Regions from separate parts of the Ovis aries genome. Here all the other regions are linked to region 1. The links are chromatin contacts, called in public Hi-C maps. All regions are on one chromosome and are shown on one strand. The core of a region is the stretch at or near the end of the contact, and the rest is flanking DNA. Distances in the headings are between cores, read along the strand shown.

Region 1 (2,700 bases), core at 164-2,663:
CATAACACATGAACTCCCTGTTACCACCACAGAACTTTATAGACTCATGAGAGCAAGTACCTGCTGTCAAGCTAGAAACCCGACAAGGTGCAAGCTCACAGGGGAACTTACCTTTATAGACATTTAAAGTTATGGTTCTTACAGCAATTCTGACCATGCTCTCAGGGTGGTTGAAAAATTTGATGGCTTCTGTATACAGGGCGAAGTCATTAGTGTGCTAAAAGACAAGAAGTACCCAAAATGAGTTACACACCCGTAAAACATGCCTGCCCCTGCCCCGGGGTTCTGAACCCTATCAGTGAAAGTCGCTCAGTTGTGTCCGGCTCTTTATGATCCCATGGACTATACAGTCCATGGAGCTCTCCTGGCCAGAATACTGGAGTAGGTAGCCTTTTGCGTCTCCAGGGGATCTTCAAAACCCAGGAATCGAACCCAGGTTCTCCCGCATTGCAGGCAGATTCTTTACCAGCTGAGCCACTAGGGAAGCCCAAGAATACTGGAGTGGGTAGCCTATTCTTTCTCCAGTGGATCTTCCCGAGCCAGGAATCAAACCGGGGTCACCTGCATTACAGGCAGATACTTTACCAGCTAAGCCACCAAGGAATCCTACCAGAGAGTTCATAAAAGACACACACACACACACACACACACACCACACACACACAGAGCGCCCATGTGAACCTGAAGCCGGTGGTTCACTCCCTGTGGGGAGTGTGTGGAGGGGTGGGACGGTGAGACCACGGAAGAAACAGAAGTGGGTCCAGACAACGCCAGGCCCAGGTTCAGGATCTGTTCCTCCAGCCCTAGCTGTGTGATGAAGTGTCTCTAAGCCTCCATTTCTACATCTGTAAAGTGAGGATAATAATTCCCACTTCATGGTTGCTAAGATTAAATGAGATTATTTCAGGTACAGTGCGTACCCTGGTGCCTGATACCTAAGGAGCACTCAGTGATAATTCAGATGTAGTTATTAGATGCTGCTTCAACTAATAAAAGGCAAATTCGAAGTCTGACTACATTTAGACCCTCTTTTGCTGCTACTGCTGCTAAGTCGCTTCAGTCATGTCCAACTCTGTGTGACCCCATAGATGGCAGCCCACCAGACTCCTCTGTCCCTGGGATTCCCTAGGCAAGAATACTGGAGTGGGCTGCCATTTCCTTCTCCAAGACCCTCTTTTAGCTAATATATATCTCTATTTGGAAACAATGAAAGTGTAAACATTACTGTGGAAGAGAAGGATCTCGGGAATCTTCTGCCATTAAAAAGGGGTTATCAGAACAGATCAAAACCAGAGAACAGATCAAAACCATTCAGAACCAGAGAAGTGGAGCCTTAATTAAGAAAAAGGCACACAGGATCCGGGCTGGAGCATGAAATGATGTGCTCTGCTGCCCTCTTCTGGGCAGCGTTTCGCATGGCACCCAATCAGACTGGAGGGCACCCCCAGGCAGGGAAAACGGAACCAGCGACCTTCAGCGGGGTGACACCTGTCTAATAAGGGCAACGTGATTCTGAGCGCTAGACACAGGTGTGCACCTAACAGGTGACAGCTACTGCACCAGCCCACAGAAACAGAAACCAAGTCCACCTCAAAGATCAGGCTCCTATGACTCCTCTGGGATCAGCTGGATATTCTTCCAGAAGCATCACTACGACCCCAGAATCCCTGCACCCTGCCCTCCCCGTCCCCCCACCCCCACCAGCAGGTACACAGAAGCCCAGCTGCACCTGAGCTGGGGAAGAACCTGCCCCCTCTCTGGTCTAAACTTCACAGGTGGGTTTCCTTCTGCCCAAGATAGCCTCTGGGAGAATGCAAACAGCACCCCTCTGGTCTCTGGACACATTCAGTGAGCACCTGCTGTGTTCCAGGCACTGGGCCACACAATGTTAATCTTCTAAACCATCCCACACCTTGTGGCTGGCAGCTAGTATTCCTTCCTTTTGTAAAAGGGAAGAGCGGCCTTCCCTTGTAAAAGAAATGGACCGTGTGGATGTTGAGTTTCAACGAAAGTGTTTTCAGGAACAATATGTGAGCAAGAGGCCAGTTTTTGCTCACTATAAATCTAGACCAAAAAAAAAAGCAAAGTGCAGGAGGCTGTTGCCACATCCTACGAACACAGCTGGGTGGATTTTGCCAGAGGAAATGTCTGGGACCGTGGTCTGACTTCAAGTACAGGCTGTGCAGCATATGTGACCACCAATCAGAGGACACTTGCCGGACAAACAGCACATGGCTGTGTGGCAGCTGGCCTCCTTCCACACTGAGTCAGGGCTGGCCTGGGCAGCCTAAAGAAGACAATGGAAGAGACGGTGTGTGGCTTCTGAGGCCCCGTCAGGAAAGGCATTACAGCTTGCCTTGATGTCTTGGAGTCATTTACTCTATGGGAAGCCAACTGCCACACCAGGAGGATGCCCAAGCAACTCCCTGGAGGGGACTATGTAACCGAGGCCTCCCAGCAACAGCCAGCACTGAATGGTCAGCCATGTGGACGAGCCACCCTGGAAGCAGATCCCCCTAATCCAGCCTTCGGATGACTGCAGCCTTGTGAGAGACTGAGCCAGAACTGTCCTGCCAGGCCATTCCCCAACACCAGACACACTGTGAGGGAAATGTGACAGAATTCTGACCAGCAAGACGGGAAAGGAAGTCTGCTGGGAGGCTTCTGGGAAAGAAGTTTTGGGGAAAGTTAGAAAGGGGC
Region 2 (2,700 bases), core at 192-2,691, 340 kb before region 1:
CAAGAGGCAGCCTGCAAGGGGGCTCCTTGCGTGTGGGGAGCTCTTGAGGGCTGAGTGTCAATTCAGAACACGGTGTCTTTGCATGTCTATTTCCTCCGTCTTCCTACCTGAAAAACCAGCCTTTCATGGAACACGCACTGACTGCCCGTGTGTGTTGTGCATGGACAGACGGATACCTAAGACACAGTCACATCACTGGAGGCCCCTTCGATGGGGACAGAGATACTGACAGACCTTTTGGAGCAATTTCTGTGCCTGTCTGTAGATCTGTGAGGGGAAAGGGCTTCTATTTGGGTTCCCATGATCTTCTTGGGTCTCATTCACTCTACAGACTGGTCTCCAAGCCCAAAGTCGGACACCCGAGGGCAGGGCCGGGACTGCCCAGGTGTGGCTAAGCCCCTCTCTGCCTCAGCAGGCAGGGACCCCCAAAAGTGGTCCTTTGCACTGGCTCCAAGATGTCTGCTAAATGTAGGTCACTGTGGCCGAAGGTGCGTGTTTCCCTCTTGACGTGACACACAGGGGCAGCTGCTGAGTGAGCCTGGCCTGTGGCTTAGTCCATTAGTCCATTTGGTGACCAACATTTCTCAGGGCCTCGCAGTCACGGCTCGATCCCCGAGGTTGGAAGGCGATTCTGTCCATGGCGTGTCCTCCGGATTCTTTTCCTCCTCACCATTAAATCACATACAGCAGGCCACGAGACAAAATGCTTGACTTTTTTCTTGTGGTCTTTCCTTCTTCCTGCTTCACCTGATGCATAAGAATTTTGTGGTAAAACTACAGCTTTACAAGAATATGCAACAGAAAGATTTAGGGAACTCAGTGATCCAAAACCAGCTAAATGAGCTGGGTTTTTTTTTTTTTTTCTTCTCTCTCTCTCTTCTTTTTTTCTTCTAATGTAAAGCAGTTCCAAGAAAAGTGAAGTCACAGCCCAGGGTGCTTATTTTCAGTTCTTAGAAAAGAGCCAATTTCAAAAGGGAAGCTTTGCAGCCGGAGCACACAGCCTGCCCTTGTCTGGTGAGGGGAGCTTGCTGATAAACCAACTTTGATTTGGCATCAGAAAACTAAAACCCCCAACCGAGATGCGTCTTCATCTGGTGATGTCAAGGAGGAAACAGGAGGCGAAACAGTGAGAGTTCTTAATATTCTGGCAGACCGCAAGAGCTCAGCTAACAGCTAAGACGCCGAGAGGGCCCAGGGCCAGCTCCGAGCCCCTGGGGAGCCATCGGCGTCTGCAGGGACTTGTCGGAAAGACATGGGCACCCTCGTCTCCCCACCTCCCACACTCTTAAGGTAGTTCACTGCCAGGCGGCCCTATTGGCCCAATCAGCGATTTTTCATTCAGGCGTTTGTTACCAGAAGTTAGGTGAGGACGGAGCAGGCAGGATATGGTTCTTAGCAGCCTGGGTTGGTCTTGGAGCAGAAGAGCCGGCTTCAGATAGAAGAGCCTGACCTCAGCAAGGCAGACTTCAGTTTAAGGGCTTAGGGAGGCTACCGTACAACCAGCTCCAGGGTTACTATCGGGAAATCCAGGCTAATTGTGGAACAAACAGTTGGCCCAAGAATCTTAGGATAGAGATGGCGTGGACAACATCAGAATGCAATGTCAGTGTAATCAAAAGCAAATGGTCAACTCTTTCCCAGCCAGGGGGAGCCTAGCGAAACATGCTGACTCTGTCATAGGGTGTCCTGGACGGGCTCCAAGAACAGGAAGAGGACATTGGAAAAAACACTAAGGAAATCTGAATAAAGGGTAGAATGTGGTTAATAACATCTCAGTGTTGGGTCACTAATTGAAACTAATGTGTCATATTTGTGTTGATGTTAATAATAGGGGAGACTGGGCACAGGTAAATGGGAACTCTTTGCACTGTCTTTGAAATTTTTCTGTGGACCTAAAACTATTCTAAAATATATACATATATACATACATATATATATTTTTAAGAGGCAACTGAAGGATTTGAGTATGAACTTATTACCAGCAATAATCATTTGGGGCCTACCAAGTACCAGGCACATGTAAAAGTGATTTACACACTTCCTCACTTATTCCTCACACCAGTGCTGAGAGCTCAGTATAATCTGCATTTTATAGATGAGGAAACTAAAGCACAGAGTAGGTGGGACAGATGAAGTGTTCACATTCAGGTCTACAGGGCTGCAGAGGTCCCGATGAAGCTCAGCAACATTGACCAAACTCTGAACATAAACTGACTCGAAACAAACTTCAGACAGGCAACAAAACCCAGACTGGCAGGAAAAACAATATGCGTTTTCCAATTTCCCCACCTTTAAAAGAAAATGCTAGAGTTAAAAAATATAGTATATCCAGGGACTTCCCTCGGGGTCCAGTGGTTAAGAATCTGCCTTCCAATGCAGGGGACGTGGGTTCGATCCGCGCTGGGGAACAGATTCCACATGTTGTGGGGCAGCTAAGCCCATGTGCAACAACTAAAGAGCCTGCACCCTGCAACTGGAGAAAGTTCTCAGTCCGCCACGAAGAGCCCGCACAGCCAAATATATATGTGTGTGATTACATATATACTTATGCATATGCATATGTGTGTATTTATGTAAATATATATGGGCTTCCCAGGTGGCTCAGTGATAAAGAATCTGCCTGCCAATGCAGGAGCCCTGGGTTTGATCCCTGGCTCAGGAAGTTCTCCTGGAGAAGGAAATGGCAACCCACTCTAGCAT
Region 3 (2,700 bases), core at 4-2,503, 370 kb before region 1:
TCCCCAGTGGTCCAGAGGCTAAGACTCTGCATTCCCAATGCAGAGGGGCCCGGACTCAATCCCTGGCCAGGAAGCTAGATCCTGCATGCTGCAACTAAAGATCCCGTGTGCCACAACCAAGATCACAGATCCAGTGTGCTGCAGCTAAGACCCAGCACAGTCAAAATTAATAAATATTTTTTTAAAAATTTACAAACCTGCTGATGGCGTCTTGCTCAGAGAGGTGCAGAGGATCTGCCTGGGTCTGTGACTCCTAAATTAAAGAGGTCCTTGCTTCAGAGTGAACTGGAGATCCCAGGGGTAAGGCTGTGGCTCTTTCTAAAAGTGCAGAGAAGTCATCCAGAGGTCACTGAGTGTTCCAGAAACATCTGAATATCCCTACTGCTTTCATGACCTGGATACCCTCTCTCCATCAGGATTCAGCTCCTGAACTCCCCCTTCACCAACTGACTAGATAGCTTAGTCGTGTCTGACTCTCTGCGACCCCCTGAACTGTAGCCCACCAGGCTCCCCTGTCCATGGGATTCTTTAGGCAAGAACACTGAAGTGGGTTCCCTTCTCCAGGAGATCTTCCTGACCCAGGGATCAAACCTGCATCTCCTGCATTGCAGGCAGATTCTTTTACCCACTTACCCACCACCTTTGGGTACATCATCTGTACTCCCAAAGTATCAGGTGCTGGGGTCCAGTCCTCTCCCAGGCTGGGAACAATCTCCTCATTAAAAGGGGGAGATACCCTTTTAATGGGGGCCACTTGAGGCCTGACCCTGCTGGGCCTGTGGTGTGCCAGGGGCTGTAACAAGAGCCCCCAGCTTGATTCCAGGAAACAGGGAGTTCCCTGTCCTCTGGGTCCACAAAGCATTATACTTCTCTCCCCTTTTCTCCGCAGTTTGAGATTCTGCCTGAGCCAGCACCAGGCTTGCCAAAGATCTGAGACTTCCTCTCCTTCTGCCACAATCCCATCTCATCCAGCTACAATCCCATCTCATCCAGCAAGGTCAAGATTCTTGTCTGGGGCAGAATGATGAGCACAAAATACCAGCAAGTCAGAGAAGATCAGGACTGAGATGGATCCAGGAAAGAAGGGCTGTTAGTGATTTTGAAATGCCTCCGGGGGCGACGGAGCCCTCACTGGTCTGGATAATTCTCCGTCCCCCTCAACACCTGCCCTGTGATCCAGGAGACAGCCTGGCCCGCCGGTTCCGCTCTGGAGAGGGAATGCCGCTTCGGAACTGTTCTCGCCTGCGATATTTCTTCACTCGTCTGGCTGCCGTTTCTGAAGCCTCTGCTGCATGAGTCAGGCTGCCCCAGGTCTTCCTAGCTTGGGATTGGCTTCCCCTGAGGCATGAGGTTCCTTGAGGGTAACGGATGGTCCCAAATCCCTTAATCAAAGCCTGGTTGGGGGCTTCCCTCTTGGCATAGATCCTGTTTCCAAGGCTGAATGTTCCGGGGGACCGGTTTCCACGGACCTGTGCTCTGGGCATTCAGCCCCCAAGGGTACAGCCTGCAGAGTTGTTCACTTCCTTTGGGGGAAGGCGTTGCCCTTGAAAAATTAAAGCTAGCAGAATCCAAGCACACGTGTGTTAGATTGGTGGAGTTGGCTGTTTCACTGGAGGGATGGGGTGGACCGGGGAGGCGTGGGTGGCTGTGAAACCCGCTCACCAGTAGGGGGCTCCCAAGACACCCTCTACACCGAATCAAGAGTCCAGAGCAGTGGGTGAGCTGTCAGCCCTGAGGCTCGGGGCTACCAGAAAGCCAGATGCCAGTGCTCAGCTGTCCTTGGCCTCCCCACATGTAATCCTTGGCACATAGCAGGTGCTCAGAGAAGTTTAGAAAGAGGAACTCAAGAGGGTTTTAGACTTTCCAGCAGGGGATGCAAATGGGGGATGTGGTCCTGCTCATTCCCACACTCTGGAGGTGGTGCTGTGTTGCCATGGGTATTACAACCAGAAGACTCCAGAGCCCAAGCTCTGCTCTTCAAAACACGTTTGCTCTTCCCTCTGACTTTATAATAACCCAGTGAGGTGTGGACGATCCCTGAGTGCCAGAAGCAGCAGCGGCAGCAGGCTCAGAGAGCCCAGGGCACGTGCTCAAGGTCACACGACTAGCAGGTGGCCAGGCTGGCGCTGATCTGGGCCCGTCTGCCCCACCACAACCATTTGCCTTCCACTTCACGGTGGCCTTGGACAGTCTATAGGCATACCTCATGTCTTTGCCATTTGCAGACACTGCATTTTGGGGGCTTGGAGGGGTTGTTTACATTTTACGGATGGAAGGTTTGCAGCAGCCCCGTGTTGAGGAAATCTGTCAGTGCCATTTTCCTCAGAGCATCGCTCATTTGGTGTCTCTGTGTCACATTTTGGTAATTCTCATAATATTTCAGACTTTTCCATGATTATTGTATGTGTTACGGTAATCTGTGATGTTACTACTACAACTAGCGTTTTTTAGCAATAATTAAGATATGTACATGCTTTTTTTTTTTTTAGAAACAATGGTATTGCACGCTCAATAGACTACAGTATAAACATAACTATTATAAGCAGTGGAAAGCCAAAATGTTCCTGTGACTCACTTTATGTCAGTGGTCTGGAACTGAACCCAGACATCACCAAGGTGTGCCTGTAGTCTGATCTTTACAAAAGAGTTAAATGAACTTCAGCTGTATCCCAAACCATAATGTGGAATGCTTGTTCATTT

What was found. Hi-C and Micro-C count contacts between places; a contact is called where the count stands out from the background.
Region 2: a Hi-C map of liver shows a contact between it and region 1, with 3 times the contacts expected there. The contact joins two enhancer-like sites. A contact is called at or near these places in 10 of 16 Hi-C or Micro-C datasets (blood, hypothalamus, liver and 4 more).
Region 3: a Hi-C map of tail adipose tissue shows a contact between it and region 1, with 7 times the contacts expected there. The contact joins two enhancer-like sites. A contact is called at or near these places in 3 of 16 Hi-C or Micro-C datasets (liver, mixed tissues and tail adipose tissue).

What each region holds. Positions count from the first base shown.
Region 1 is chr24:10,174,559-10,177,258 of ARS-UI_Ramb_v3.0, reverse strand. It overlaps CLEC16A (C-type lectin domain containing 16A), which reads right to left. Exons shown (of 22, transcript XM_060405630.1): 5 at 112-217. Among named protein-coding and RNA genes, the nearest start is that of CLEC16A, 32 kb to the right of the region's middle. Within about 2 kb of position 1,413, at least 6 of the 54 cell types and tissues checked have an H3K27ac peak or open chromatin away from gene starts, as enhancers often do. A contact at or near this core is called in liver, where this site is marked.
Region 2 is chr24:10,517,447-10,520,146 of ARS-UI_Ramb_v3.0, reverse strand. No RefSeq gene overlaps it. Among named protein-coding and RNA genes, the nearest start is that of RMI2, 8.0 kb to the right of the region's middle. Within about 2 kb of position 1,441, at least 11 of the 54 cell types and tissues checked have an H3K27ac peak or open chromatin away from gene starts, as enhancers often do. A contact at or near this core is called in liver, where this site is marked.
Region 3 is chr24:10,548,259-10,550,958 of ARS-UI_Ramb_v3.0, reverse strand. It overlaps LOC105604659, which reads left to right. Exons shown (of 70, transcript XM_060405888.1): 70 at 890-1,572. The coding sequence ends at 894. Among named protein-coding and RNA genes, the nearest start is that of RMI2, 39 kb to the right of the region's middle. Within about 2 kb of position 1,253, at least 8 of the 54 cell types and tissues checked have an H3K27ac peak or open chromatin away from gene starts, as enhancers often do.